Linked DNA regions of Ovis aries: region 1 is linked to region 2. A link is a contact called in public Hi-C data. All regions are on one chromosome and are shown on one strand. The core of a region is the stretch at or near the end of the contact, and the rest is flanking DNA. Distances in the headings are between cores, read along the strand shown. Region 1 overlaps SYN3 (synapsin III). Region 2 holds the start of TIMP3 (TIMP metallopeptidase inhibitor 3).

What was found. A called contact is a pair of places that touch in the nucleus more often than the background predicts.
Region 1: a Hi-C map of liver shows a contact between it and region 2, with 2.2 times the contacts expected there. The contact joins the enhancer-like site here to the promoter of TIMP3 in region 2. A contact is called at or near these places in 3 of 16 Hi-C or Micro-C datasets (hypothalamus, liver and tail adipose tissue).

What each region holds. Positions count from the first base shown.
Region 1 is chr3:177,022,747-177,026,946 of ARS-UI_Ramb_v3.0, forward strand. All of the region lies in intron 6 of SYN3 (synapsin III), which reads right to left. The region is part of intron 1 of TIMP3 (TIMP metallopeptidase inhibitor 3); the gene reads left to right. Among named protein-coding and RNA genes, the nearest start is that of TIMP3, 33 kb to the left of the region's middle. Within about 2 kb of position 2,900, at least 6 of the 54 cell types and tissues checked have an H3K27ac peak or open chromatin away from gene starts, as enhancers often do. A contact at or near this core is called in liver, where this site is marked.
Region 2 is chr3:176,990,005-176,994,191 of ARS-UI_Ramb_v3.0, forward strand. It overlaps TIMP3 (TIMP metallopeptidase inhibitor 3), which reads left to right and starts at 1,530. Exons shown (of 5, transcript NM_001166187.1): 1 at 1,530-1,650. The coding sequence starts at 1,530. All of the region lies in intron 6 of SYN3 (synapsin III), which reads right to left.

The DNA.
Region 1 (4,200 bases), core at 1,650-4,149, 34 kb after region 2:
CATCAGGAGAGGTGTGTTCTGGGTGGTCCACAGAACCAGAAACATGACTGGTCTGGTCTGGTGTAGGGAGCCATTCTGGCAGCTGGACAGGGACCTGCAGAAGATCTGGAGAATGCCTGTGGGCTTCTCTGTGTTTCTAACACTCATCAGTCCCACTTGGTCCACAGGCAACTCTTCTGCGAGGGAATGAGCCTGTATGTCAGGAAGTGATGAGTGTGGGGGAAGTGGGGGACTTGGGTTTATTTGGAAAATTTTATGCCAGGTGGCTTCCATCTTTATTATTTTTTACCCTCACAAATGTGCTATTCACCTTTCCTCAGAATGAGAAAACTGAGGTTTGGAGAATTATGTACTGGCCCAGCTTGGAAGAGTTGGGCCGGGTTCAGAAGTCCTTTCTCCAGGACACCCATATGCTTAAATACAGTTAAGTGTAAGGTTACCAAGACAGGACTGGGTACGGAGTGCTCAGGGGACTGAAGACCTGTGTGCAGAGAAGCAGCGTCATTGTCTGTAGGCCCAGTTTGTGGGCAGTCCTGAGAAGGCCTGCATTCAAGCTCCTGTCACCCAGAGAACCTGACATTTGCTGCGGTTGGAATGAGCTAATGGGGCCTCCTCTGCTCCTTTCCAGCCAGGTCTTCATGGTCCCTTAGCCATGGGACCTCTGACACTGCAGGCTCAGTTTTACCTCTGTGCCCTTGCTCATGCAGTCCCCCTGCCTGGAACACCCTTCTTCTTCTCTTTCCATTATCAAAACCAAACATTCTTCTTGGTCACTCCTGGCAGAGGAACTGACTTTGTAAAGATACAGCCAGTTATAGGGGTGGAATGGCTATACAGCAGAGGAAGGGTAGTGGGAGCTAGGACTAGATGCAAGCACCTATTCACCCAGCAACTATCTACTGAGCACCTACTATGTTCCAGGCATGCTGTGAAATGTTGGGGATAGAATGGTGAGCCAAACAGGGCATGGTCCCAGCACAGTTTAGTGAGGTGGAGAGGAAGGAGTGGAAAGACACAATATTCAAATGAATGCACAAACATATACTCAGATACCAGGGACTATGATAGGTCTAACAGGAGTCCTGTTTTGGTCTGATGTTGGGGGAGGGGTCAGGGAAAGCTTTCTCCAAGAAAATGCCCTTTGAGTTGAAATATAAAAGATGGATAGGAGTTCCAGATAAAGGGAAGCAGAAGGTCTTATGCAAAGGGAATGACACTACCTGAGGCCTTGCAGCTGAGCAGGGTTAGACCAGGGCTATTGATGAGGTATCCAGAAAAGTTTGCTTATTCCTCCTTCCCACTTTTCCTAGTCCTCAAACCAGTGTTCCTGTCCCCCAAACCATAAGGCTTTAGGAAGTTAACTCTGTTTGGGGAAGTTAACCCCACCTCCAAGTTCTCAGCATCTTGTCTTATATATAAGTCCTTCTCTGATAAGTCAGCCTTAAGGATTTTCATTTTCTCTGCATTTCTGATGCATCTGACTTCCTGGGTGAATATCCAGATTTGTACAATGTCAGGTTGTAGGAAGGTGGCTGAGCTTTTCTGTTAGGTGTATGTGGATTGAATTCCTAGCCATATGACCTCTGAAAAATTTCTTATCTCTCCTGAGTCATGTTTTCTTTATTGACCCAGTAGAAATCATACTGTATATCTTGCAAGTTAGTTTTAAGGATTAGATATAACATTTGTAAGGTTTTATTTCCTATGTGTTTCCACCTGGGACACAGTGCTTGGCAAGTTGTAGTCACTCAAGAAATACTTATTGAATGAACAAGAGGGTCAAGCACTGTTCAAAGGGTAGGTGGTCTTATTCTTTACCGCTGACACCCCTCCCAATCACACTGTTAGGCCAGGGCAGGTTGTTCAAAGATATCAAGGATAGACTGTGTAATCCTGCTGTTACCCACTTTGACCAAAGAGGGCAGCAGTTAACATTCTCTACTTAACTCTTCTTAAAACTGAGATTGGCCTCCTTAAAAGGCACATAGATCTTATCTCTAGCCATTTTTTCTATTCCCTGCGCTTTAGCTGTCCCTAATCACTGTCTTGGAGCATGAAGAGGTATAGCCTAGTCCTTCTCACACCTGATTTGGTCTGAGGGTCTTCCCCCTGGGTTCTGGGGTGAGCTGAGGGTGTGGAGGAAAGATTCTGAGTGAACTGGGACAAGGGCACACGTGCTTTCAGTGCCACCCTCCAAGCTGTGTCCATCTGGGTCCACAATCTTTCTGGCTGAAGTTAGGGAAGCTGAAGAGAGCAAGGAGAAGCCGTGACTGTTTTACAATCTACTCAACGAGTAAGGTATAAAAGCACCAGGGTCTTCTCGGCATCTGTGCTGTATAGTCCCCAGAGATGGAGCAGAGAGCAGACAGTGCTGTTTCTTGAAACCACAACAAAGTCTTCTGCCCACCTCTGATGCATTTTGGGGGCAGATTCGCTGTCTGCAAAGAGCCATCTGCAGGTCTGGTGTGCAAACAAGGGCAGTCCCTTGGCTTTCTTGCTCCAGGACCTATCCTGGAGTCGCCCAGTTCTCCTAGCAAACACATCCCAATTAGTAGGAAAGTAAGATAAATACTGTAGACAACTCCTGAGATGTTGCCAGCTGTTCTGGTCTCACAAAGTGACCTGACCTGAGAGCTCCAAGTTCTGAGAACCATTCGTCGGCACGGTATTTTTCTGGGCATTGCTTCAAAGGGGCCATAGTTGAAGACCAGGCTGCTATTCTGGTAGCCTCTTGTGTGGTATAAAGTTTCCCATGGGCCCCTGGGGAGGGCTGGAGTACTTGGTGGGTGGGGGGTGTTCTGTGCACCCCTCACCCATGTGCCTGCATGACAGTGAGCAGGTCAGCACCTCTGAACTGAGTGGGATAGAACCTTCCAGAGGCTGGTGTGCATTCTGGACTCTGGGACACACTGGAGCTGAGCCTGACAAAACACCCTGGAAAACTCCCAGAAGAGGTTAATGGGCTGGCAAGGAGGGTGTGGGGCAGACAGATTCATTAAATTTTAACCTTGAAGATCACAGATAGGATGTGAACTGGAATGGGCTCACTGGTGAGTCTGATGCTTAGTGGGGCAAGCAAGGCTTAGTCTTGTTTCTAGGTCTTTCTTGAGGCTCTGGCACCTACTCATTTAGGCCCATGTTATCATGAGGTCTGCTGGCAGGACAAAGTAATACGTCTTCATCACTGCCCTCAAAGAGTGAAAACCCATCTGAGAAATGATATTGCCATGTACTGGAACAAGGCTCCCCTCCCCCACAAGCCACGTCCCTGCCTACCTCTTGGATTTCACTGTCCCCTGCCCCTTGTCTCACATTCTGCTTTCTGTCACTGTAATGGGCTGGGCTCTCCTGCCTCCAGGCCTTTGCCTCTGGCTGCACCTCTACCTGAAGACCTTTTCCTTTTCTTTCTCTTGGCTGACTTGTGGTGACTTCTTAGATGCCAGCTCAGGCAGGATGCCTTCCCCAGACATATTCATAGCACCACCAGGGCTGGATTCAAGGCTGACTCACTTGGGGAGTGAGGACCAACTTCAAAGGGAGATGGTGCTAGTGTGATCTGGGTTTCTAGGAGGCCAGTGAGTCAACTACCTCGAAGTGTTCACCAAGCATGATTAGGATCACTGAGGCTCTTGCTCTGCAAAGCATGGTCAGAAGGGGACTGTCGGCACCCCAAGCATGAAAGTATGCCTCACTTGGCCGGGTGTGTCTGCTGCACGCCCCCATGGCTCTCTGACTAGGACCACCTGGCTTCTCATCTCACAAGATAGAAGTAAGCTTCCATGACATAGGGGCTTCCTCTCCCTGCAGACTGCAGAACCCCAGGCACAGCACAGGACCCGAGGCATGTAGTCCCTCAAATAAATCTGAATGAACAGCATGAGTGAATGAATTAATTCCAATCATTCATAATAAAGGAAGAGGAGGAAGAGGAGAGAGAAGGGGACAAAGGAGGAGGACCTCCATTAGGATGCCAGGCCTTGGGTCTGTCATCTGTGGGTGGAGTCTGGGTGCTGACCCTCTCCAGAGACGTGTTAACCAGTGTCTCCTGTATCAGGACCCTGTGACTCACCTCTTCAGATGTGAATCTTCAATATTTGGGGATCAGAGTCTCATTGTGGCTTCTTGGATCACACTTTCCCTGCACCCCTCTTCTTATCTGGGTGACCCTCAGGGACTCTGGACCCCACACTCCAACAGCCT
Region 2 (4,187 bases), core at 280-2,779:
CTGCAACAGTTTCCTCATCTGGAAAGTGTGAATAACACTTTGTGTTTTTCCTATCTAAAAGGATCATTGTGAGATGTAATGAGGTGAAGTATGGAAAATATTAATATAAGGCAGGCTCAAGAGGTTACTGAATAAGAAAAATAGTCATAGTATCAGTTTTTTAGCAGATATCCATTGTTCCTCATGTTCTTGAATCCTGGATAGTTCTTCAGGATCTAGTTTCATTTCCGGTTGGAATTAGTTCACCTCTAATTCCTCGCTGAAGGATGGAGACTTGTCTGCCCTCGGTGGGGTTACCATTTCCTCGTGCCCTAACTTACTGTTTTTCGAGTAAGCCTAGGGACTTTGCACTTGCTGTTATCTCCTCCCAGCTGCCAAAGGGCTGAGGCTTCTTGTTCACAGCCAGGCTGTCACCTTCTCAGCCATTTTGCTTATTATCCCGTAGACAGCAGCGCCCTCCGCAGTATTTCTAACCCATCATTCATCATTCAGGGCACTATTACCTTAGTAAATCACCCTATGTACTCATGTATCTTCTAATGTATTGCCTACTAGTTCCATGGGAACAAAGAGTTCGTTTTGCTCATCCCAGAATCCAGAACGATGTCTGTTGAATGGCCTCATGATTTACTCCGGCTGAGCCCGGGAAACAACCTTTCGTTACAGTCAGTTCCAAAAGGCAAACGACTTCTTCCTACTGAGCAGGAAAGTCTGGAGCAGCGATACGCTGAGGGATAGGGGATTTGTCAGCAACCTGGTTCTTTCCCCTCTGACCCGGCTCTCTCCAGAGAAGGCACAGTTAGCCTTTATTTATCCTTTCCACCAGGCGCAGTCAAGGTCCCCAAGGCAAGGCCACCTCTGACCTGCCAAAGGGGTTGGTGCTGGGGTGAGCGGTAGTTGATTTTGGTTTGAGTCAGAGGCGCCCAGAGGGCGGGGTGGGCGTATGGCGGGTTTGCAGGCGAGGAGGGCAAGGGGGCGCCGCTCCGAGGGCCCCTGCGCCAGCGCGTAGCAGGGGCGCGTTCAGCCCACCCACTCGCGTGCCCACAGCTGTATTATTCCCTAAAAGGACCTGAACGGGACGGGCGGCCCCGCCCCGTCGCCCCGCGCCCCCGGCCCCGCCCCCTTTTTGGAGGGCCGATGAGGTAATGCGGCTCTGCTATTGGTCGGAGTCGGCGGGCCCCGCGCGCTCGAGAGGGGGTGCCCGGGGGGACCCGCGCTATATCACTCGGCCGCGGGGCTGCGGCGCAGAGCGGGCAGCGGGCGGACGCTCGGACAGCTTCTCCTCCTTCTGCTCCCTCAGCTCCTGCTCCTCCGCCCAGAGAGACTGCCCACCCGCCCAGTCCTGCGCCAGCGCCGAGGCAGCTCCGTCGCACTCCATCCCGTCCCGCCGGGCACTCGGAGGGCGGCGCGCTCCAAGCCAAAGTTGCCCCCCACAGGCGGGCGGGCGAGCGCAGGCTGCAGCGACCCGGCCCGTGGCGCGCAAGGCAACTTTGTAGACGCGAGCAGCAGCCCCAGCAACGGCAGCGGCGATGACTCCCTGGCTCGGGCTCGTCGTGCTCCTGGGCAGCTGGAGCCTGGGGGACTGGGGCGCTGAGGCGTGCACGTGCTCGCCCAGCCACCCCCAGGACGCGTTCTGCAACTCAGACATCGGTAAGCGCTCCCGGGGTCCCTGCCGGAGCCCCCGCGGTGACCGTTCGCTCGCGCGCTGCAGCCGGGACTCCGGCGCTGCTATGGGTGGCCTCGCCAACCCCCAATCCTTTCCATTGCCTGGGCTTGGGGGGAGGTCGTGGAGGTAGATTCTGAGGTATGCTTCAGCATGACCGAGGTGGGTAGACGCAGAGAAACCCACCGAGGCCGAGTGAACTCTTTGTAGCCATGGTCTTTTAGGGCGTGAGGTCCTTACTGGTCTTTTTGACATCTGGAAAATTCCCCTTTTCACTATCACCGGAGAACTGTCTGGGGAAGAAAGATGGGGAGAGCATTTCTAAAACTTGTAATGCCAACTAAAGTGCTGGGATGATGATGAGTTTAAAAAATAAAAATTAAAAAGAAAAAGTTGCCAGTCATGTGCAGGGGAAAGTTGCAGGAGAAACTTGTAGTTTTCTGAGTTTTCACCATCTCCCCACTATGTTCATTCTTTTCACCAAGACCCAACTCAGCCTCACAATCCCTGGGCAAGTGCTAACTGAGCTTCTTGGACTGCCAAGTTTGGGTGGATTTAAGGGGGGAAATAAGAAGGAATCTGTGGGGTTGACCCTCCCCGAAGGAACTGTATTTGAAAGTGTTGATAGCAAGCAGGAGGTGGCGTGTGTGAGGGATCACTTATCACATAGCTGTGAGAATTCACAGGAAGGCTTTTTTTTTCCTTGAATGTGTGTGGGGTGGGGGGAGACACGGCAGTGGAAAACAGGTTTGTTACCAAAAGAACAAAGATGCCAAGGGTCACATCATGGTGACTATTCCAAATCGGACTTAGTGTCTTGATTAGAGACAAGGGCCTTTAGAGTCCTGGGAGAACTTGTTTCAGAGTGTTCGGGACACTTGTGCTTGGATGGCCAGAGGGGGAGCAGCAGCTGGAAAACATCTCTCCTCTCCTTTCCAGCTCATAAAGCTTGCAAGTCTAGTGGCCCTTGCTCTGTGTGTGTGTGTAAATGCGGGCGGGGGGTGGGGTACAACACAGTCTAGTCACCCTCTGCCTGTGTCCATTCAGAGGTGAAGAATGGAGCGTGTGTGTTTTAAGCACAGTCATAAAGAGGAAAAGAAATTTTCCACTGGGTCCTGGGTGAGGGCCTCCACAAGTGTGCTGCAGGGGAGGAGGGGGAGGAGGCAGGAACCTGGCAGGGGAGGCAGCTGAGGCTGGGAGGGGTGCTGCTGGTGGGCCTGGCAAGCCTAGGAGATGTGAGGGAGGTGGCTGTGGTGACTGGGTCAGTCTGGCTGGCAGGCAGGAGTATTTGTGTGACCTAGGGTCACCCACATTAGTGGCTTCCTGGGGTCCTTGCTGTGCCCCTTTCCTTCTCCTGGGGGAATCTGACTGGCCCCTGGGTTTGTGGATTGCAGGGAAGGATTCTTCGGGGCTGCCAGAGGCCTGCAAGGTTTTCTTCTCCCTTGACTGCCCCCACCCAAATTCCACTTGGCCTGTCCCTCCTCACCCTCTGGGTGTCATTCCCACCTAACTGATGCTGGCAGCTACTGCTGGGGGTGGCGGCTCTGGTCCTCTCAGTGAAGAGCACATACTTGGGTCCAGGCATCAGGTGGAGTCAGGGCGTCGTCCTCTACCTGACAGTGGTTTGGGCGTGTTCACTTGGATTTCCGATGTGTGTGGAGAGGGAGACCTCATGCCTTCCCCTTGCCCTTGGCTTTTAGGTTTCTACCCTGGAAGTTCGCCAGGGGACAGTGGAAACAGGAGCAAGGAGACCACTTCCGATAGTGGCCCCGCCTAACCACTGCTTAGGTTTCCTGCTATGTGTCTGGGACTGATACAGAAAGTTTCTTGTAATTTCTCTGGATTTTAGTAAGAAATCTTCCCACAACCCCCTCTTCAATTGACTGCCCAGAGAAAAGCGAAGTTACCAGGAAATACCAAAAGGCAAGAACATTGTGGTAGCAAAAACGAAAAAGAAACAAAAAGACCTCGGTGCTGCTGGCCCGGATCCAAAGCTGTGCTGCCTTGGTTGGCGCACTGCACTAGTGGCAGGGATGAGATAATGCTTTTTATGGGAGGTGTGGATGCGGGCTGCTGGCTTGTTGACCTCCACTGCCTTACAGCACCCTGCAGGCGGCCAGTAGGTGGCTCCCAGTACTCCTAGCTCACAGCTCCTCTTCTGGTTCCCAGTCTGGGCTGATGCCTGCCTGTTCTCTCCCTGAAGGAAATGTGTAGACGCTCCCATTCCCCTTGACACCCCTATGACCCTACCAGTCAATACTATAGTCTTTAAAAGATTCTCACGCCAGCCCACTAGCTTCCTCTTTCAGAACCTTCCTGGCTCTTTTCATGGCTGGGTGCCACATTGCCAGGCAAAGCCCCTCTCTAAGGAATCCCCCCATGGGCTTCCATCTCCTTCCTCCTCATCCACAAGTGTCTCTTCTTGCCTTCCCCCCACCACCACCCCTCCCCCGCCGAAGACCTGAGGATTGGCGCTGCCTTCTGGATGACGAGGAGTTAAAAGGTGTTTCTATGGCAACTCCAG